Regions from separate parts of the Mus musculus genome. Here regions 1, 2, 3, 4, 5 and 6 are each linked to region 7. Evidence: chromatin contacts called from public HiChIP or PLAC-seq and promoter capture Hi-C data. All regions are on one chromosome and are shown on one strand. The core of a region is the stretch at or near the end of the contact, and the rest is flanking DNA. Distances in the headings are between cores, read along the strand shown.

What was found. Promoter capture Hi-C pulls out the DNA fragments that hold promoters and counts their contacts. HiChIP or PLAC-seq counts read pairs in DNA pulled down with a chosen protein or histone mark.
Region 1: a contact with region 7 is called in an H3K4me3 HiChIP or PLAC-seq map of pro-B cells, with 10 times the contacts expected there. The contact joins the promoter of Jakmip3 here to the promoter of Glrx3 in region 7. A contact is called at or near these places in 6 of 39 promoter capture datasets (the 3T3-L1 cell line, cranial neural crest, hippocampal neurons and 3 more), 1 of 15 datasets of contacts at CTCF or cohesin (large pre-B cells) and 6 of 115 datasets of contacts at active chromatin or transcription factors (the 230-238 cell line, embryonic stem cells, epiblast stem cells and 3 more).
Region 2: a contact with region 7 is called in a promoter capture Hi-C map of pre-B cells. The contact joins the promoter of Bnip3 here to the promoter of Glrx3 in region 7. A contact is called at or near these places in 16 of 39 promoter capture datasets (the 3T3-L1 cell line, 3T3-L1-derived adipocytes, the C10 cell line and 10 more), 3 of 484 Hi-C or Micro-C datasets (the G1E-ER4 cell line and embryonic stem cells), 9 of 115 datasets of contacts at active chromatin or transcription factors (the 230-238 cell line, embryonic stem cells, extraembryonic endoderm stem cells and 3 more) and 2 of 9 other capture datasets (adipose tissue and liver).
Region 3: a contact with region 7 is called in a promoter capture Hi-C map of pre-B cells, with 10 times the contacts expected there. The contact joins the promoter of Ppp2r2d here to the promoter of Glrx3 in region 7. A contact is called at or near these places in 21 of 39 promoter capture datasets (the 3T3-L1 cell line, 3T3-L1-derived adipocytes, the C10 cell line and 12 more), 3 of 484 Hi-C or Micro-C datasets (embryonic stem cells, muscle stem cells and regulatory T cells), 29 of 115 datasets of contacts at active chromatin or transcription factors (the 230-238 cell line, the NIH/3T3 cell line, SST interneurons and 17 more) and 3 of 9 other capture datasets (adipose tissue, embryonic stem cells and liver).
Region 4: an H3K4me3 HiChIP or PLAC-seq map of neural tube shows a contact between it and region 7, with 7 times the contacts expected there. The contact joins the enhancer-like site here to the promoter of Glrx3 in region 7. A contact is called at or near these places in 6 of 39 promoter capture datasets (the 3T3-L1 cell line, cranial neural crest, frontonasal cranial neural crest and 2 more), 1 of 484 Hi-C or Micro-C datasets (ventricular fibroblasts), 5 of 115 datasets of contacts at active chromatin or transcription factors (embryonic forebrain, embryonic midbrain, forebrain and 2 more) and 1 of 9 other capture datasets (embryonic stem cells).
Region 5: an RNA polymerase II HiChIP or PLAC-seq map of embryonic stem cells shows a contact between it and region 7, with 5 read pairs. The contact joins the enhancer-like site here to the promoter of Glrx3 in region 7. A contact is called at or near these places in 9 of 39 promoter capture datasets (the 3T3-L1 cell line, 3T3-L1-derived adipocytes, the C10 cell line and 5 more) and 3 of 115 datasets of contacts at active chromatin or transcription factors (all in embryonic stem cells).
Region 6: a contact with region 7 is called in an H3K27ac HiChIP or PLAC-seq map of extraembryonic endoderm stem cells, with 11 times the contacts expected there. The contact joins the enhancer-like site here to the promoter of Glrx3 in region 7. A contact is called at or near these places in 7 of 39 promoter capture datasets (the 3T3-L1 cell line, 3T3-L1-derived adipocytes, cranial neural crest and 4 more) and 6 of 115 datasets of contacts at active chromatin or transcription factors (astrocytes, embryonic forebrain, embryonic limb bud and 3 more).

What each region holds. Positions count from the first base shown.
Region 1 is chr7:138,939,340-138,942,039 of GRCm38.p6, forward strand. Jakmip3 (janus kinase and microtubule interacting protein 3) reads left to right here and starts at 1,391. Exons shown (of 20, transcript NM_028708.2): 1 at 1,391-1,461.
Region 2 is chr7:138,908,062-138,910,936 of GRCm38.p6, forward strand. It overlaps Bnip3 (BCL2/adenovirus E1B interacting protein 3), which reads right to left and starts at 1,445. Exons shown (of 6, transcript NM_009760.4): 1 at 1,302-1,445. The coding sequence starts at 1,332.
Region 3 is chr7:138,844,990-138,847,763 of GRCm38.p6, forward strand. Ppp2r2d (protein phosphatase 2, regulatory subunit B, delta) reads left to right here and starts at 1,397. Exons shown (of 9, transcript NM_026391.2): 1 at 1,397-1,526; 2 at 1,623-1,715. The coding sequence starts at 1,520. It overlaps Mapk1ip1 (mitogen-activated protein kinase 1 interacting protein 1), which reads right to left and starts at 1,278. Exons shown (of 2, transcript NM_001045483.1): 1 at 968-1,278.
Region 4 is chr7:135,835,746-135,838,517 of GRCm38.p6, forward strand. No RefSeq gene overlaps it. Among named protein-coding and RNA genes, the nearest start is that of 6330420H09Rik, 17 kb to the right of the region's middle. Within about 2 kb of position 1,511, at least 23 of the 459 cell types and tissues checked have an H3K27ac peak or open chromatin away from gene starts, as enhancers often do. A contact at or near this core is called in neural tube, where this site is marked.
Region 5 is chr7:138,862,824-138,865,569 of GRCm38.p6, forward strand. All of the region lies in intron 2 of Ppp2r2d (protein phosphatase 2, regulatory subunit B, delta), which reads left to right. Among named protein-coding and RNA genes, the nearest start is that of Ppp2r2d, 18 kb to the left of the region's middle. Within about 2 kb of position 1,343, at least 35 of the 459 cell types and tissues checked have an H3K27ac peak or open chromatin away from gene starts, as enhancers often do. A contact at or near this core is called in embryonic stem cells, liver and second pharyngeal arch cranial neural crest, where this site is marked.
Region 6 is chr7:135,792,930-135,795,792 of GRCm38.p6, forward strand. No RefSeq gene overlaps it. Among named protein-coding and RNA genes, the nearest start is that of Gm36431, 22 kb to the right of the region's middle. Within about 2 kb of position 1,447, at least 8 of the 459 cell types and tissues checked have an H3K27ac peak or open chromatin away from gene starts, as enhancers often do. A contact at or near this core is called in extraembryonic endoderm stem cells, where this site is marked.
Region 7 is chr7:137,435,998-137,438,887 of GRCm38.p6, forward strand. Glrx3 (glutaredoxin 3) reads left to right here and starts at 1,576. Exons shown (of 11, transcript NM_023140.5): 1 at 1,576-1,774. The coding sequence starts at 1,677.

The DNA of each region.
Region 1 (2,700 bases), core at 141-2,640, 1.5 Mb after region 7:
TCAGTTAGAGACCTGTTACTTGGAGATCCCATCACCCGACACGTGCCTCCCACCCCCGACCCACTTGCAGCTCTGTGTGTGTACATGCGCATGCGCGTGCGTGCGTGCGTGCTGGCTGTGTGATGTAGTCTGCCGGATGGTGGTCTACCTGAGGAGCTCTTCGCTCCAGTACTCACCCTCTCTCTGCATCTATCTATCCTGTCATCCAACCCTCAGAACTCACTCTGTCAGGTGAAGGCCCACCCAGACAGAATACCTATATGTTTTGTGAAGTTTCTTGTTATTCTGTGCTCAGTCTCCCATGTTCTTGGATTAGAGGCACGCACCACAATGTCTGGATGTGACAGTTACCTTTAATTGTCTTTTGGCACAACCTAGACAGAGTCACCTCGGAAAAGAGTCTCACTGAGAGATTGTCTACATGGGGCAGTCTTGTGAGCATTTCTGTGAGGATGTAATAAATTAATGTGAGAAAACCCAGCCCCATGTGGGTGGTACCATTCTCTAGGCAGAGGGACACCCCCAACCCCAAAGTGAAGAAATGGGAGTTGAACACAAGCGAATAAGCAAGTGAGAGCATGCGCTTCTCTCGGCTCTTGACTGCAGATATATGTAACTAGTTGTTTGAAGTTCCTGCCTTGACTTTCCCACAATGATAGACTATAACCTGGAATTGCATGCTGGAATATACTTATTTGTTCCCTGAGTTGCTTTTCGTCTTGGACTTTAATACAGCAGTAGAAATGAAACTAGAACACACGATCACAGGACAAAACAAACAAACAAACAAACAAAGTGAGGGAACAGAGTGCTGAGATACAGGTTTTAGGCAGAGCTCTTGACCCTAGGTTCTATGTCCAGTATCAGAAGGGGAGGGGGCAAAGAGAAGCAGGGAGGACAGAACTCTGAATGTTGGGGTCCGGGATAACATTTGTTTGCTGAAGCCTGAAAAAAACGTTTCTCTCCCTACAGAGCCCTGGAAAGCAGCTTTTGGAGCCGGGAAGCAAAGGGTTAAGGGTTGGGACACCCACGTGCAACTCGCGGGCGCTGCTCATGGCTGCTCACATCCAGCACGCAATGAGGGTGAGTGATTCCTACCACGGATAGTCCCTCGTAGGCGCGTGGCCCTGGGCGACCCGCAGGCACATTTAACCTGGATGGCTTTTAGATCCCCACACAGCACAGCGGGACCCTCTAAACCACCAGGGTCATCTTCGGCAATGTCATTTCTTACTTTAACGGACCCAGGACTTATTTCTTAAAGGAATAAGCGCAACGATCTGGGGAAGCCAAGGGGCGGGCGACGCTGGGCCGGCGCCGGCTGGAGCGCCTGCAGGGGCGGGCCGGGGTTCGGGGCGCTGCCCGTGGTGACGCGCGGCCCCCGCCCGCCGCAGCGCCACTGCGATGGCTGAGCCCGACCGTCGGACGCCGCCGCCCGAAGCCTGATCGAGGGGAACCTTGGTGAGCAGCGGTGCGATCCTCAGGATCCCACGCATCCCACAGTTGACCTGGGAGGGGATGAGGGACGCGCTTTGCAGGGCTCCTTACGCTCCACCCGCTCCTGGCACTGAATATTCAGGGCTGGCGGATGCCCTGCGCTGCGGGCTGTAGGTGGCTTGGGGTGCCGGGGATGACACCGGAATGGAGCAAGGTGGTGACGCCCAGGGTGGCGGAGATAGCACGGGAATAGAAAAGGGTGGCGATGCCCAGGGTGTATGGGGATGGCGCAGGGTAGCGACTCTTGGGGTGGCGCCGGGATGGAGCGGGATGGCACGGGGATGGAGCAGGGTGGCGGGGCTTGCTCGACTCTCCCTGGTGATCCGGGGTCCGGAGGCCTTGCCCGAGTTGGGGTGTTTGCCTCTCTGGGAGATTTCTCGCGTTCCACTGGCAATTTATTTCACTGCACCGGTTTCCCGCGGTGTGCGGGAGCAGGGCCAGCCCAGCGCAGGCCTAGGGAGCTGCCGGTGACGCTGCGCTGGGTGTGGACGCGCAGGTGCGCCGCCGCCGCCGCTGCCGCTGCCGCTGGGGACTCGTCGTCTTCACAGTACCTCCTCCAGGATGGTGCTGCCAGGCCTTTTAGATTTTTAATTTTGGGGCAGATGGTTTAAATTTTTCCCGTGTTCCCGTTTCCGGGATGAACGCACAGCAGTGGGATCTATGCTGAGGATATGCAAGGCCACCGAATTACCATTTACTTGCGTTTGGGAGTTGGTGAGAGGACGCTGGCCTGGGCACTTTTCTTAGGAAAAGGACCTGCCTATCCATTTGACCTTGCCTACTTAAAAAAGAAAATGTTAGGGTTTTTAAAAAGGCAAAAATCAAAAAAACAAAAAAACCAAACCTTCTGCTTCCCAGCTAGATTCAGGCTTCCTCCACAAGATGGTGAAATGTGCAGAGCCCTCTTTGCCGACTGCCTGCAAATACAGCTAAGCCGGCAGTGAAGCCAGTGGTGACTCAGATCTGGGCGCTCTCTGCAGAACAGCAGGACACCAGAAAAGGCTCTGGCCTTGGTTGTGGGGCCCAAACTAGAGAACAGAGTTGCGGGAGTGGGTACTTCCAGCTTGCTCTGTAGGTGGAGTGAAGAAGGCCAGGGTCCTCTTTCCACCAAGGTACCCAATTAATACACCGAGAACAAGGCCCTCTTGGCCCTCTTTTCTCAGGAAGCCAACGTGTGGTTGTGAATTTAAACCCTTAGAGCAA
Region 2 (2,875 bases), core at 195-2,694, 1.5 Mb after region 7:
ACATGCGTTTTACCTGGTGAACTCTTGCTTCAGAGAGTACAAAGGTCAACAGGATCCTCCTCCAGTCTCAGGGCCTGAGACTCAACTCAGACTCAACTCAGGCCCACCAGGTAGCTCTCAGAAATGGACAATGGCACATAGCACCCAGGCTGGCCTTGCAAAACTAGCAGCTGTCTGCGCAGTGCTAACAGTCTGTAAAGGCTGATGCTGGGAGAGCCTTTCTGTTATTTGTGAGACAGGGTCTGGCTACAGAGCCCCGAACTAGCCTGGTACGACTGTGTAGTCCAGGCTAACCTGGAATTTGTCAAGACTCAACTTCACCCACCCCATGATGGGATTTTAGGTGTGTCACCACACCCAGCCTCACTTCCATTTTAACCTACAATCTACTTCACTGCTTGCAGTGAGCCTACTGAACTAAATTATAAGCACTTTACCCTCCTTTTGAGCTGTTGTAGCTCTCTTCCACACTACCTCCAGCCATACCCCCTCTCTGTTTTTCTCTTTGTAGACTTGGCTGTCCTGAAATTCACTCTGTAGACCAGGTTGGCCTCGAATTTACAGAAATCCCCCTGCCTCTGCCTCCTGATTGCTGGGATAAAAGGTTTGTGCCACCACTGTGCGGCTATCCCACCTCTTAACTCTAAAACCTGACAGAGGTCTGAAACCCTGTATCCTCCTCTTCCATCAGGAAGTGGCAACAAAGCAAGCCAGGGGTAAAGATTGGGGGAGAGGGGACACAGCGGCAAAGCCTGTTAATTCCAAATTCCAGCTACTCTAGAGGCTGAACCAGGAGGATCACAAGTTCAAGACCAGTATGTCTTAAAGCAATAAAATGAAAACTGGTAGTGTTGCTCGGGAAATGAGCACTTACCCAGCACGTTCAGATCTGGTTCTGTCCCCAGTACCAAGTAGGAAAAGTGAAAGGCACTACAGTCATAAATATTAATGACTTCAATCAAAGCACTGAAAATTCAACTGCAACCTCTAACTCACTTAAGCAACTCTGAACAAGGGGACGCCAAGGGCCTGAAATCTGAGCTACTCGGGAAGCTGAGGAAGGAGGATCGCAGAGTTCGAGGCTCCCCTGACCTACAGAGTCTGAAAATACAGAACTATGACAGTGTGAAGAACAGAGCAGGAAAGAAAGACCCGGCCTGCCTGTGAAGGTACTGTCTGTAAGATGCCCCGAGGCTCACCACCCAGCCCCGGCTGCACCGAACTGCATCGCGGCCTCCACTCACCGCACCCCAGCCCGCGACCCTACCGCCTCCGCGGCCCCTCTCGGCCCACTGCCTCACCCTGCAGGTTCTCCTCCCCGCTCTGCGACATGGTGGCTCGGCAAAGGAGCCCGAACCCAACTGCGACAGGCCTGGGAGGCGGTCACCGAGAGGTAGCAGGGGCAGCCTGCGCCGCTCAGTTCTGAGGCCAGGCGACACTGGACTGAGGGACAAGGGGCGGGGCGGGGCGGGACGCACGCGGCGGCGGAGCCCATTGGCTGGGGGGCGGGGCCTGCAGGTGGGGGAGGAACGCGGGGGAGCGTGTGGCACGTGCGGCGCGTGCGCCGGCATGGGCGGGGCCTGAGGCAGGAGTGCGCGGGAGGGCGGCTGTTTTTAAGGTCTAATGCAGAAGTGGACCGGGGGCTGTGCCTGAGGCTGGAGTAACTGGGACCTAGGCGGGTAGGGAAGAGTCTGGGGGCGGGGCTCGAGGTCTGAGCCTTGGGACTCCGAGGTGCGCGCATTGCAGAGGCCAAGAGGCGGGTCTTGAAGCCAGGCTGGAGGTGGGCAGACGTGGGCGGGCTCCGAGATAGGCGTGGCATGAGGACGTGCGGCCAGGTTTTTGGGCGTCTGGCCTTGGGTGCTGAGTTTGCCCCTCCTGCTCGCGGTTGACCCATAGTTCCCCAATCTCCTCCGGAACCTGCGAGCGCCAGCAATGGGAGCACACATGGTCTCGCTGTCTCTATGCACGCTTACAGATAGTTTTTTAGGTTGCATCTTTAAGAAAAATGCAGTCCGGGAGTGCTTATGTATAACTCTAGTCCCAGCCCTGGTTCGTGGCCAGGCTGGGCTGCACTGTATGAAGCTGTTTACAACAAAGCAAAACAAAAAATTTGCCAGTATTCTACTGCAGCATCAATGGCGAGTTGGGTAGTGCTGTGGTATGCTGCATGCGAGAAAGGACGGCATTTTTGGACAGGAACGGTTGGAGAGACCTTTGGAGGGCCAGTTTTGAGGATTCTGCATCCTCCCTGTAACCTACCCAGTAGCTTCTCTGTACTTGGAGGTTGGAATTCCCTCTTGATACAGTTCTGGGATAGAGAAGGGGCTTGTGAACCTCAAAAGAAGCTATCTTAGTAGCAGTGGGTCAGGTCACTAGAAGCAGCTTCATTTGGTGTTTTGTTTTTTCCCAGACAATGTCATAACCGAGGCTGGCTTTGAATTGGCTGTGTAGCAAAAGCTAACCTTGAATTTCCGATCCTACTGCTTTCGCCTCCTGAGAGCTGGGATTATAGCTATGCAGCCTTGATTTCCGTTTGTTTTGTTTGGAGTGCTAAGGTTATACGAGGGCCTTGCACATGCAAGTTCACTGCAGCTGAGCCATGTCACCAGACTGAATCTGATGTCTTTTTTTAGACAGATTCGCTTTGTAACCTACTCTGGTCTTAAACTTTTTTTCCTGCCCCAGCTTCCCAGTGGTTCCACCACTCTTAACTGAAAGCTTGCTTTCTTACAGTGCTCGGAGCTCTAGCCTAGGGCCTTCAGAACAATAAACAGATTCTCTGCTACAGACACCAAACCTTTGTCTCAACCCCCCAGGTGCTGGGATTACAGACATACTACCACACCTAGCAAGAAAAAAACAGCTGTGGTCCTGC
Region 3 (2,774 bases), core at 147-2,646, 1.4 Mb after region 7:
CAGTTCTTTCAGAAACAACCCTGAGTGCTGCTACTGATGGAAGGCCCTATTTCTTCATGACTTTCTCCAGCTCTTGGCCATAGCCAGCCCTCTCATCAGAGTTCACCCCCTGAAAACAGCTTCCTGCTCTGTCCCGGACCACCTTGCCTCCACTGCTATGACTAGCCTTCCTTGGCCACTTCTGTTCTCCCCACAGCTTCTTGCTGCCCTTTAAACACATTAGCAAGCTTAGGTGTGCTCCGTGCTTGTAAACCCAGCGCCAACGAGGTGGAACCAGACGTATTTCAATTTAGAGACCAGCCTCATGTTACATGGCAAGACCCTAATCAAAGTGTGTGTGTGCAATTGAATTAAAAATAAAACATCGGAAAGAAAAGGTCAGGGTGGCCCAGCCTGTGCACTAGCTGTTCTCATTTCTAGCAGCCGCCCAAGACGTCAGCCTGAGATTCTTTCTTATCTCCTCTAATTGCTCTCCTAAAGATACCAACTGCTCCAATCTCCTTCCCCTGCTTCTGTGTTGTATTTAACTCTAGTCCACTTAACTTTCCCCAGGTTTTTCTTATTGTCTCTTCTCCGCTGAAGAGTAAACTCCACCAGGACAGACACATCACCTCTACACAAGCAGCATCCCAGCCAAGACTGAGAATAGAAAAAGCACTTGCTAAAAGGCAAAACATTTTTGAAGTGGAGAATGCTCTGGTTTGGAACAACTGCCCTCTAGTGGTGCAGTACGCTCACTGCCAACTTCATAGTGATTTCGGATAAGTCAAGCCCACGAACAAATAATTCCTCTTCATGCTAGAAAAACACACCCACAAATAAAGCAAATGTCGAGAACGGTTCCCTAGGGGCTATACTGAGAGCTCAAAGAATCCCTGAAGTAGCACTCTGATGAGATCAGTGCTCAGAAGCTACGATCAAAGATTCTGGGGGCAAGAGAGCCTGGATGATGGGCAAAATTACGCACGCAGGTGCTGGGTTCCAGGTGCTCCGGGGATCAGAGGCCCCGCCTGCCCACGGCCGAGCGCTCTCTATTGGCAGATCCACGGAGGTTCCGCGTTCCCGTTGGCTCAGCTGTAGGAAAGGCCCAGGCCTTCGAGCATCCAGTCCAGCCGGCCGCAGAAGAAAGTCTGAGGCCTTAAGAACGTAGAGGGCGTCGCGTCCTAGCCTTGACACGACTCGAGAAGGCCGCCTCTATCTGCCAGCGGACTAGTCCAAGACACTCCTCTCCTTGGACCGCAGCGGCTACGTAGGTCCAACCTCAAGACAGCTCGCGCAGACGCAGTCGGCGCACGGTGCGCCCCCGGCAGCCCCCGCGGCACTGACCGTCGGAGGAGGCGGAGGGGGATGACGTCATCCGGCGGGGCGACGGGCATTGGGCGCCATTTTGAAAAGGGGAAAAAATTCCCTCCCCGGCGGCGGCGACGGTGGCGGCAGCGGCGGCGGCGGTGGCGGCCGGGGCTGAGCGCTCGGAGCGCCTCGGTCGGCCGCGCTCGGCTGGGCGCGTCCCGCCCGCGCCATGGCAGGTGAGGGCCGTGCGCGAGCGAGCGAGCGGGGCGGGCGGGCGGACTGGACGGTGGTGGGGCGGGGCGGGGCCGGCCTGACGGCGCGCTCTGTTGCAGGAGCTGGAGGCGGCGGCTGCCCGGCGGGCGGCAACGACTTCCAGTGGTGCTTCTCGCAGGTGAAGGGCGCTGTCGACGAGGACGTGGCGGAAGGTGAGGCCCGACCGACACCCCACCCCAACCCCCGAGCCCCGCAAGGTCATGCTCGCTCAGCCGCCGGTCCGGACGCGGCCGCCTTTGCCCGCCTGACCGGCGTTGTCCCGGGAGACCCTCGGCCGGCCAGCGGCTGAAGAGAGGGAGGGGTGTCCGTAGGGAGACGGCTGCGGACGCGGGGCTGGGGAGAGACTGCGGCTGAGTCCCGCTTCGGGGATCTGTTGGGGAGACGGCGGTGGACGCTAGCCTTGGGAGGCTATGGGGATGATGGCCATGACGCCGGCCTCAGGGGTCGGTGGGCACAGATGGCCATGGAGGCCAGCCTCGGGAGGCTATGGGGAGACGACCGTGGACGCCGGCCTCGAGGGTCTGTAAGAAGGTAAGGCCGGGGCAGAGGTATCGAGCCATGTAAGGAAGATGCGGCCACAGGTCTTTGGAGTCTGGGGTGTATAACGATCTTAAATGCATGTCTCACTAGCGTCTGTACGGAGTGAAGAAAAAGGACTGTAGACACTAGGCAGCGACCCCGGGATTCCGCTAGGAGTTGGTACCACGGGGTGAGGTGAGGTCCATTTTTGTGAAAGGAGAGAGATAGGGGGGCATGGCAGTTGATCTTGAGGCCCTGTGGGGTAAATCAGGTCCCAGACACTAATGTGGGAGCCCATGCAATATAAAGGGTCTTTCATCTATCTCCCTGGCACCCGTATAAGGTGGAAGGAGAACCATGCAGGGTTATCAGTCTCCGGGGGCCCATGCTGGACTGGACTCAGGACGGGATGGAGCACCGAGTGCTCTGGATACCCTGTTTGTGGTCGTAGGTGTGCTAGTCTGTCCAGTCCAATCTCTGGCCAGGTAGACGTCGGTCAGCCCTGGATCTCCACCTCTTGTTGTTGAGCAAGAGGAACTTATTTGTCATGGGGTCTCCTGAAGCGCTACAGTAGTGGCGGTTTTCTTTTTTTAACTGAGTAGTGTTTTCTCTTCCCACACTGCTCTTTAAAGTCACTTCTCCAGACTTTGTTTTTTGATGTTGTCCCATCCAGCCAAGTCCTGGGATTTCAA
Region 4 (2,772 bases), core at 261-2,760, 1.6 Mb before region 7:
TCCCGATCTGTGTTGAGTTTAAACTACAGAGCCCTGCAAGACACTGCTCCATACCTTTTTCTGCCAGGCCAAAGCTTGCCCTCAGTAACCCTAGTGGCATGCTGGGTTGCATGGCAAAGGGCACACCTTCCTCATAGCTGCACTGTGCAAGCCTGGAGAGTCAGAGACAGAGAGGGTGGCTTAAAGACCCAGGTTCCTTCCCTTCTTGGGGTGATCTTCATGTCCCTTCTCTTCACTCCCCTGAGGCTGTTTATCTTCAAAGCACAAAAGATACCAACAAAACACTTGCAGCTTTGCCCTCTCTAGATCTTCTATTCATATGTGTGTGTGTAAGTGTGTACTTCTCTTACACAGTGATGGGCTTTGAGGTGTGACACTGCCACACAACTCCTTGGCTAGTAGCTATGCCCTGTCACTTAGGCCAGGCTGTGCGAGTTGGGAAGGGCTGGCTCTGTGTTTATGAAGATGGTACAGCTGTCTCCCTGTCTGTCTGTGTTTTCTGTGTGTATGTCTGCATTTGGTTTCTCAATGCTGCCCCTGGATTTTATTTCAGAAAGAGAAAACAGAAGAAGATTTAAGCCTGATGAAGTACTGAGGACCATTTGGACCCTCTGCTGTCTTCTTTACTTTGTTCTTTGCTGCAAATATCTTCTGTTTCTGCCCCCACCCCCACCCCCGCCATATTTGAAGATGTTTGAATCTAAAAATCAAGAGGAAATGAGTTAAAACTCAAAGCAGGCATTTCTGCGAGTCTGGCAGTGAAGTCAGGGGGAAGGATATCCAGTGGGTGGAAGACCTAACTTTGAATTCTGTAAACACTGCCCCCACCCTAGTCTCTCCCTATGAAGAACCTGATACCCATGGGGACAGTACACTTAGGGACAGTGGCTTTTTCCTTTATTTGTGTCAGTTTCCCAAATGTGCACATCCTCTGAATCCATAGAACATGCACACGTGCTCCTGAACAGACAGAATAATTTCTGAAATTAGATGCTACAGCTGCAATTAGCCAAAGGCAAGTACAGTAGCTCCCCCCTCTCTTCTTGTCTTCTACAGTCCTTCCCATCTCTCTTCCCTCGCCCCCTTCTTCTCCTCTCACGCCTTTGCCCTTTCGCCTTTTTTACATCTCTCTCTTCCTTTCTCATAAATAAGTACCTTTTGGATTTTTAGGCCCTGCCTCTCACAGTCCCCTCCTGCCCACCTACCTGCAGGCTGCACAGAACACAGCATCAAAGGGTCAGGACCACCAACAAGGTGTCACGGAGAAGGTGACTCAGGATGCAGGGCAGGTGCCAGACTGCTCAAATAAGCATCACCCCCCCAACAGGTTCTCGGGACTGAGACCCTTCTGGTAGCTGGGGATCCTACAGAGGTCAAGAAGCCCCGGGTTAGAGGAAGAAAAGGGGAGAAAGGCAGCGGGCAGATAGCTCCTGCTGCATCCCACTGGGAACCGGGTGCGTTGACAACTCTCAAGCACAAGATGGCACCCTTAAGCTTTCAAAGGAGTCAGGCTCCTCAGGAAACATGACACTACCCTGGCCAGCTGCCTCCTTCTAGGGAGACTGGAGAGGTCCCTTTCCAGTACCCACCAGGCCAGGGGTCTGCTTCACTCTTCTTAAGGCTATGCAGCTGCACAGAGGCCCACCAAGCAGAACCCCTCCTGCCAACCCAGGTAGTTTCTCGTGTGGGCTTTGCAAGTCTGTTATGGCTGGACTCCCAGGCTTTGTTTCCCAAGTTGGAATAAAGGAACTGCACCGGGAAGGGGGCTTTGAGAAACAGAATACCATGCTGGCAGAGGCCCCTGTTGTCCAGGACATGCCACCAGGCTGATGGATGGCTCTATCATTATTTACCAAATTGTGGCCCAGAGCCACACTGGCAAAGGCTTATCAAGGTGGGGGTCTCTGGGCATGTAGAAAGTCCCCTGGGTCTTCTCCCACCGGGCTGACACCCTGAGCACACAAGAGCTCTTCTGTGGGAGAGAAGCTGTTTTTCTGGATCCCATGTTTCCCTTGACTGTGATTAGCTACCTGTCTGCCTGTGAGTCCCAGAGGACAGGGACCTGCCAGGGCCAGATGCCCATCATTGATGGGCAAGCGCTGGCTTACTGCACAGGCAAGGGAGTCAGATTGGCCCTGGAGATCAGCTCTGGGACTTGGGAAGTGGAAAGAAAGGGTTGAAAGTGTTCTGTAGGAGCCAGGCCAGGAAGTGTGGTGGGAGTAGATGTGAACGTGTGCTGTGAAGATGAAGTGGCTTGGGCAGGTGCTCATGCCGGCCAACTGAAGACAGTAACAGACCCAATGCTGCCTCTGTGAGAGGACCGCAGGGATGGACTTATGCCTCCCATGGAGGGGAGCACTCTCACAGAACACTAGAACCCATAGGTCACAGCAGGGTTGAAGCCTTTTTGTTTGTTTCTCTGTGCACACACAGATATGAGCATGTTAACCCATGTGTGTATATATTGTGTGTATATATATATCCGAAAAGCATCACCAGCAGCTCTCTATCGGGGAACAATGTGGATTTAGAACTCCATAGAGCTGGGTTCTCATTTGGTTGTACCACTTCTATGCAGGTGACTCTTAATGGTCACTTGGCCTCTGTGACCTTATTGGTCAATGGGATGAAAGTGGCCCCTCCATTTACAGTAGACCAGAAAGCTGTTAGGTGGGACTTTGCAATTGCTGGGTATCCCTGTGAACCTTGTTGTTTTCCAGCTCATACCTCCTGGTCACCTTGTCACCCTGATATGGAATCCCATCTCCAGTC
Region 5 (2,746 bases), core at 93-2,592, 1.4 Mb after region 7:
GTAAGCATCACCTTGGCTAGCTGCTGTCTCAGTTTATGTCTTCCTTTTGAGCAGAGATAACATTTGCCTTTGGATGATCTATATCCAAAGGCAAAGTTAGAAGTGTGGAAGAGATGATTCAGTGATTAAGGTCCTCATTTCAATTCCCAGCATCCACATGGCAGCTCACAACTGCCTGTAACTTCAGTTCCAGGGTTCCCAATACCCTCTTCTGAACTCCTCGGGCACCAGGCATGCACATGGTACATAGACACACATGCAAGCAGAACACCTGTACATACAATAAAATAACTGTTTTATTTAAAAAAGACAAAATTAGCCTGACTGGTGTACTCTTGTAATCCCAGCATTTGGGAGGCTGAGACAGGATGATATGAGATTCCCTGCCCTCTACCCCAAATAAATACCACATAGAAACTCTGTGTACATGCATCTGTTGGTAGAACAATTTTTATTTTTCTGTGCAGTGTTCTTTCCCAGTCCTCTATGACTATATCAGAATATGTGGGCATTGCCTGGCTTACCTGATATCCTCAATAAACTCTGCATAACTGAAAAGCAGTTAATACTTTGCATTGTGAATATGTAGTAATTTCCTCTTACAGATGTTTGCGTGTGAGAAAGTGCCAATGTTCAGATGACTTTTTTCTCCTGGAGATTCTTTATTAGAATCATCTGTCCTATAAGTCTCTGCATCATGTGTTTGCCTCAATACATGCTGCAGAGTAGGAAGGGAATGTCCTCCCTTCAGCCTGCTGCTTGCATATTCACAAGCCAGACAGTTGATCTGCTAATGGTTGCCAAGGCTTAAGTGAACTTCAGTGGGCAAGCTCTGAGCAGTATAGTCAGGAGCTGTTCAGGAAATACTGAGAGTAAAGAGCCCTCAGATGAGAGGGAATTAAGAAATGCTTGGCCAAGATATCTGGCAAAGCCAGTAGAGATCAGACACTTGCTTAACTAAGCATTCTCCTCTGGAGTTGTGAAGATCAATGAGAAACAAGAGAAGGTTTGTTTGGTCCCTCAGGGGGTCATCATAGGATCAAGTTCTTGCAGGATAAGAATATTGCTGCAGAAGATTAGGGGTGAAGGCATGGCTGTTTCCTTCTAGTATGTTTTTAAGTGAATCTGTAACACTGTAGGGGTCTAGTGTGCCAGTGGTAGTTTGAAGTCAGCAAAGGTATATATAATGCAGTCAGTGACAGATAAAGGTAGGAGCAGTTGTGCAAGAACATCCAAGGGTTGAAGGAAATCTGAGCTTATGTGAGCAGGGTTGGAGAAGGCGATGAAGGAAATCTGAGCTTATGTGAGCAGGGTTGGAGAAGGCGAGGTTAATGGCTTCCAAATGTTCCTGGGTTTCAGAATAAAGAGGCACAGAGAACCTTGGAGGAGGTGGAGGTTGCAATGTGGGGAGTGGAGTCAGATTGGAGGAGTACAACTAATGGGCCTAAGGGTCTAGATGGCCACCTGGCGTAAGCAGGACTCAGTAGCTTGATAGATGTGCACAGTGGCTTAGGCCCAGGCATGCAGCAGTGACCACACAGCAGGAGCTTCTGCTGTGAGAGTGAGCACAGCCAAGACTTTCCTCTCTCCAACATGGCTCCACCCCAGCTCTGACCTAGCTAATAGGACTTTTTTGGTTTGGAGTGTAACACTGCTATAGTTACCACCTAGCACCCATCCACCCACCCACATAGTCAATCATCCTGGTTTTGAATTTGATATAAGTGATCTTAACACTATTAGTATGTGCTTCTGCTTTTTATCCTGATTGTGGATGCTAGTTACTTGGTCATTTTCATTGTTCTGTGGCGTTCTTTTGTAATGATTATATATCGTATATATCTGTTCTCCTGAGTGGACATTTAAGTTGCCTTCAGGGCACCTTTTTTTTTTTTTTTTTTTTTTCCTTTTTTCAACTTTAATTAAAACTTGACTTGGTAAAGAATCTTAAGTTGAAATTGTTGGGGGGGGTTTCTTAAAGTTTTAAGGATGGTTAGTATTCATCCATCTCCCTGAAACTGTGTGTTACTATTAGCTCTGCTTCCTTTTGGGGTCTTTCCTGCTCTGTGTACATGTCCTTGTCCTGCACCTATGCCTGGGTTGTAGCAGGCTCATCAGCCCTTTGGCCTGCAGACCTTTGCACCTAGGAGACTCTGGTCCTAACCCTCTGATACTCTTCTTTTCTCTCTCATCTTAGAACTGTCAACTGGGCCATGGGCCACTGAAACCCATCTTCCAGCTGTGTTTGTGCTCTGCCCTTGCGCCTTGCAGTTTTTAGGCTGCTTACATTTCAGGTAAAAGTGCCTTCTCAGACAGGCCAGGATGACAGTAGCTGCCTCCCAGGCACAGCTTACAATGACACTAGCACAGTAAGTGCTGTTAGTAGACAACAGGGCTAAAGATGTTAGTGGTCACTATGGATCCTTTACTAGTGGACATTTGTTTTCTTCTAAGTGTTTGCTTTGTTTGGTTGACTTTTCTCACATCTGCAGATCCTGAGTTGTGGCTTTTGTTTTAAAAGTAGGGCCATTGTGAAGACAGTTCTGTGAGCAAGTGGTCTTGGAGAACTGTCTGTCTTCTGCATTCTTGCTTTGGCATCTCTGAGAGGTATCATGGGGTCAGGATGGGGGTGCTAGCCCATCACCCAGCGTCACAGGAACATGAAATGGGATGGACCCAGGGAATGTTCCCCTAACTGGAGCTATTTGGACGTAGGGCATAGGAGTGGCTTCAAGTCTGACATTGC
Region 6 (2,863 bases), core at 197-2,696, 1.6 Mb before region 7:
TGCCCCCTCTCTCTGTGCCATTAGAAACAATGATTTGCTCTGCACGAGTTGATTGCTCTGTAATACTGTTCAAGAGAAGCAGAGTGGCCAGTTTGAAGGTCTAATTTACTCATTCCAGCAATGGTCTAGGTTGTAGTTCCTGTAAGGGCCACTAGGTGGCGTACTCCAAGGCTGCGGTATAGCCCGAGCGCCAGGGAAGAGATGGTTTCCTCTGATAGGTGACTGGCCTGCTCTGGGCAATGGGACAGCGAGGTTTAGCCCTTGGAGGATTTGGGGAGAGCAGTGCCAGGCTTTATCTCTAGACTGGGAGGGCGTTTACTTTTGGCTCAAGCATTGCAGGCCCAGGCTATTACATAGGTATGAGAAAGATCTGCAAGAGGTGGCCGTATGGCTGGTTACCTGGAGACACCTAAGTGGTTTCCCAGGAGCAGGTGAATCTTGGCCTGCTTTTTTTTTTTTTTTTTAATTTTGGACAGGGTTTCTCTGTCTCATTCTGGCTGCCTTGGAACTCTGTCGTCAGGCTGACCTTGAATTTAGAGATCTGCTTGCCTCTGCCTCCTGAGTGCTAGGATTAAAGGTGTGCGCAAACCTGGCTATTCCTGCTTGTTCAAACAGGAACTGTGGTATTGCTGGAATTGGGGTAGGCCCTGCTGAGCTGGTGGTTGGCGGGGATACATAAGAAGCCATTTATTTTCCCAGGGGTCTGGTTGAAGGGTGTACTTCCTGAGTGACAGCATCGTCTCTCTCTACTCCTGTATCTTCTGTCATTTCCTCTATACAGGGACATAGATGACCCACAAGAGAGCAAGGTTTATTTTGTCTTCTAAAATTCAGCCCAGAATTTGAGAATGAGTGCAGTGTGTCAGGCAAGCATTGTAAACACACACACACACACACACACACACACACACACACACACACGACAGACATTACTATAGTTGGCCTTGGCCCATGGTATCTCCACACTGTCCTGGAGCAGGGACCTTTAATCCTGCTCTATTTAAAGCACGGAGGGAAAGGATCCTGAATTCTTGTTTTTGTCCAGAGAGAGGATGTTCCCTTCCTGATCTCTCCATCCAGAGCCTCATTCCAAATGAAGTAATTCTTCAGAGATATCTTGGAGCCTTGCTTTGTTGTTGCTGAGGCCGGTGGGACAGTGCAGGCTCTGCTAAAGACTGAGAAGAGGCTGTGGGCCGGGCGACTTCCAGAGCCTTGGCTGAGTCTGGCCTGACACTAGGAGAGACTGGGGGTGTCGGGTGGGAAGGGATGGTGGCTTGGATTAGTTTCTTGACACATTCTCTGGGGGTTTTAGCCTGCATACAAGCACCCACTCCTCTCCTGGGAACCTACAAGCCGCTCTTGTTGTTACTTTGTGATCTGATGCAGGCTCTCTGAGTAGGGACAGGAACTGACATTCACTTGGAAGACACAGTCAGGGAGTCAGAGCACCTCAAACCTCAGCAAGAGGGAGGTGGCATTGTGTCACTTACCACCAGGAGGGACCAGTCACGGAAGTCGTGGTGTCAGAGGACAATGGCCATCTGCCGCCTCAAGCTTCCACCTAAAACCGCAGCATAATTATGGGCTTGCTCGTCATTTTCCAGTGCACAGTTTCCAGTAAATATTAAAAGGCTGGCTTTTCCTCATTTAGCTTACGGTTTTGAAAGATGGCCTCAAACAAAAAGATCCTATCTGTATGTTGTGCTTTAATTTATTTTCACCTTTTTTTCTCCTTCGGAGACCCCTAGTGTATCCTCATTTTGTTTACTACAAATTAAGCCCGGCTGGTTGTTTACCCGTCTGCAGGTCCCTGAGTGTTGATTGGTACTTTCTTTCTTTTTTTCTTTTCTTTTTTTTTTTTTTTTCTAGTGGTCCCAACCTGGGATTCATTTGCAAGAGGCCCTAATCTGCATGAGAATTGGACAATTAACTTTTGATTAACCACCTAGTTCTTTTTGAAACCACAGTGTATAGGATACTCTGCATTTAAATAATTTCCCTTAAATTGGGAGCAGGCCTTTCATTAAGCCTGTGAGTTTGACTAAACAACAACATTTGGAGATAATCAGGGTCAAGACAATAGGCAAGAAGGCAGGGCTAGAATGTCATCTTTAAATATAACAGCAGAGATAAAGGCCCCCAGATTGTGCCTTATCAAAACACAAAAAAATCAAAGCTCTCTCTTGTCTATGGCAAAATACAGAGGCCCCAATGATGTCAGTGGCCATTGTCTGGCCACAGGCACAGCAGGATTGGCATTCAAGGGGCCCAGTCTAACACACATTACATCACGTAGGGTACTTATCTCAGAGTCTGACAATAATTATCAGGAAGAATATGCTCAGAATGACTTTTTTGTGATTTTTATGCTTCCTCAACACAAGGAAGAGGAGATAACGGCATCGAGAGGACAGCAGTCTCCCTGAAGATTCTCCCAGGAGCTGGGGCTTCGATTAAATTTGCTATGCCACTCCGGTGCCGCTGAACAAGTGGGAGAACAGCCTGGGAGCCTTTTATATAGGGTAATAATAGTCGGGAACACAGCCCTCAACCAAAGATAAGATCCATTGTGGAGCAAACAAAGGGAGCCGATTCCACATCACTGCAAGAATATCTAAGAGCGAAGTTTTCAATCCCCCCCCCATCTCTGTTTCTCTCCTTGCATGCACCTTGCACCTGGTTCTGCAACATGGCTGTTCTGGAGGTGCGGGATGGTGTACCCCTTGAAGCCTCTATCAGTGGGAGGCCAGGAAAGGCAGGTTGTGGAGGATAGAGTTAGTACTTTCTGAGGTCAAGGTCACACCCTTCCTTCTGTGAGTCTCACATCTGGGTCTTCCTCAAGGTTTAGCAGCATGGCAGTCGT
Region 7 (2,890 bases), core at 326-2,825:
ATTCTTTTTTTTTTTAAAGATTTATTTATTTATTTATTATATGTAAGTACACTGTAGCTGTCTTCAGACACACCAGAAGAGGGCATCAGATCTCATTAAGGATGGTTGTGAGCCACCATGTGGTTGCTAGGATTTGAACTCAGGACCTTTGGAAGAGCGGTCAGTGCTCTTAACCGCCGAGCCATCTCTCCAGCCCCGACCAAGTCAATTCTTATAAAGGACAACATTTAATTGGGGCTGGCTTACAGGTTCAGAGGTTCAGTCCATTATCACCAAGGTGGGAGCATAGCAGCATCCAGGCAGATGTGGGGCTGGAGGAGCTGAGAGTTCCACCACTTGTTCCAAAGGCAGCCAGGAGGAGACTGGCTTCCAGGGAGCTAGGATGAGGGCCTTAAAGCACACACCCACAGTGACACACCTACTCCAATAGGGCCACACCTTCTAATAGTGCCACTCCCTGGGCTGAGCATATACAACCCATCGCACCTTGCAAACCTGTAATACAATACTATAATCAGGATGTTAATGTCCGCGTGTGACCCTGATGTCTTTCTGAGGTTTCTATGGCTTTATTGGTATTGGCGTATGTTTATTTTCTTACAGTCCTAAGTTTGGGGTTCTGCCCCCCCCCCCCCCAGCCAAGAAGCAGAACAATTTGTCCTGTTGCATTTGGAGCACTGTGATCCACATTTTTAGTAGGGGTGTTTCTCAAGATGTGTGTGACACAGCTTCCAGGGCTTTTGTAATCATAGGAGCAGGGCTGCCAATAGGATACAGGAGTGGCCACCGCAAGCAACTCTCCTGTGTTCTTTAAAATGGCTCAGTGAGCAGAGGTAAAAGGACATATTTAATTCCCAATCGATCGAAAATATTTCAATCTGTAATCTGTTACTGTTACTCAGGCTGGCCTGGAACTCACTGTAGAGCCCAGGCTGGACTCAAACTTAAGGAACTTCCTGCCTTAGCATGGGAAAGAGTGTGGAGAAGATACCACTGGCGAGTCACTGCCCGTACAGGGAAGCTTCTAGTAAGAGGGTCATGGAGGCTGGGCCTGGGTGGGAAGGTGCAGGAACTCTAAAAAGGAGCCTAACGGTTCTTAGAGGCAATGGGGCGAGCCATTTAGGTCTTGTGTCAAGGCTGCAACGGCTAACAGGTGTCACAGAGTTGTACTGAAGGTTGATTATGGGGTTCTGAGGGCACCTCTAGAAGAGTTCGAGTTTCCTCCAGGACTGAGGTACAAGGACTATCAGGGTTGTGCTCAGACACTATTGTTTTTTTAGTCTTAAGACTTCCTAGTTCATCTTTATGCAGCTTCATGTGAGATTTCAGCTTGCCAATGTTCTATTCTGACTTCACTCTAATTTACAATACACACATACTTACATCCCTTCCTATTACAGGTTTCTGAGCTCCAGAGCTACAACAGCCAGGGGCCAAGGCATCTAGCTAGTTAGCACACCAATACAAAGCAAGGAGGCTCCGCTAGCCCAACCCAGAGCCTCCCAGTTCTCCCAGTCCGAGGGCGTGACCTTCAGTGCCGGAGGGCGTGGCATAGTGTGTCAGGGGTGGGCCCCCGATCTCAGCGGGCGTGGCTTCCCCGTGCGCAGCCTCCTCGCGTGTCCGTCCGGCCCTATCGAGCCTCCGGCGCTCGACTGCTGGTGTCTGGCGGAGACAGCATGGCGGCGGGGGCGGCCGAGGCAGGCGAGGCAGCCGTGGCAGTGGTGGAAGTCGGCTCTGCCCAGCAGTTTGAAGAGCTACTGCGCCTCAAAACCAAGTACGCGGGGGCGGCGAGAGGGCCCGGGGACCAGAGGGCGGCGGGCCGGGGGGTCACGGGACTTGGGGGCGGCTTCCCAACGCGGCACGTCCGGAGCTGAGCTCGTGGTCCAACGGCGGCCCTACTTGGGCCGCGGCGGTAGCCCCTCCTAGGGAAGCGGCCCGCGGCGGCCCGCGTGCACAATGGACCTGCCCTCCGGAGACCCGCATGTGGCGCCTCCTGAAGGAAGCCTTGGCTGGCGACCAGCCTGCAGGCCCAGCTAGGGTCCCGGGCTTTCCTGAACCACCAGCCGGCTAAGGGAGGGTCTGCGGCGGCCGGGTGCGCGCGCCTCGCCTTTGGCCAAGCCTTCCTGAGGCCAGCCCTGGGGATGCGTGGGAAACCAGGACCTCGGCGCTCTAGGATGCTGCCCTGCCTTGATCTGCATGCAGAGTGGTGAGGGAGGGGTTTCAGGGCCCACTGCCGGGGATCCCCAACCTCTCCTTAGCCCCTTATGTGCTTGTAATCCTGGGGCAAGTTTCCTAACCTCCCCTTCGGCTTCCTCCCGGGTGAATGGACCGGTTCTGTTAAAGCTCTGTTTTGTGGTTGGCGTACCGGAAGCTCTCTCCACTAATGTGGGGGCCTTGGTATCCTCACTGAGCAGAGTGGGCAGGTGGCAGATTGACTGGCTGACATCTGCTACTCCATACAGTATGGAGGAGAATTACAATAGCTCATTCAGAGGCTGGCAGTGTAGCTAGTGCTTAATACACAAGAAACCCTGAGTTCAACTTCTAGCACCGAAAACAACAACTCATCTTCATCAACAACAAAACCAGTCCTTTCCAACCCTTTCGCATTTCAGGTTTACTTGATTTTAAATTTTTTTCCCCCCAAAGAAAAGAAAAAGGGAGAATGAGAGTAACATTAAGTAGAAGCTGACTTCTGATGGATCCAGCCAGGTCGTTTACCAGGCGTTTCGGAGGACGTCAGAGATGGCCTCCTGAAGTGATGAGGGCTTGTGTGGACATGTCCTGAAAAGCTTGAACTTAAATCGTCTGAGAAGATTCTTTTATGTGTGTGTGTTTCACATGCTTAGTTTGTCTTTATGTTTCATGTGTTAAACAGGCCTTAGTGGGT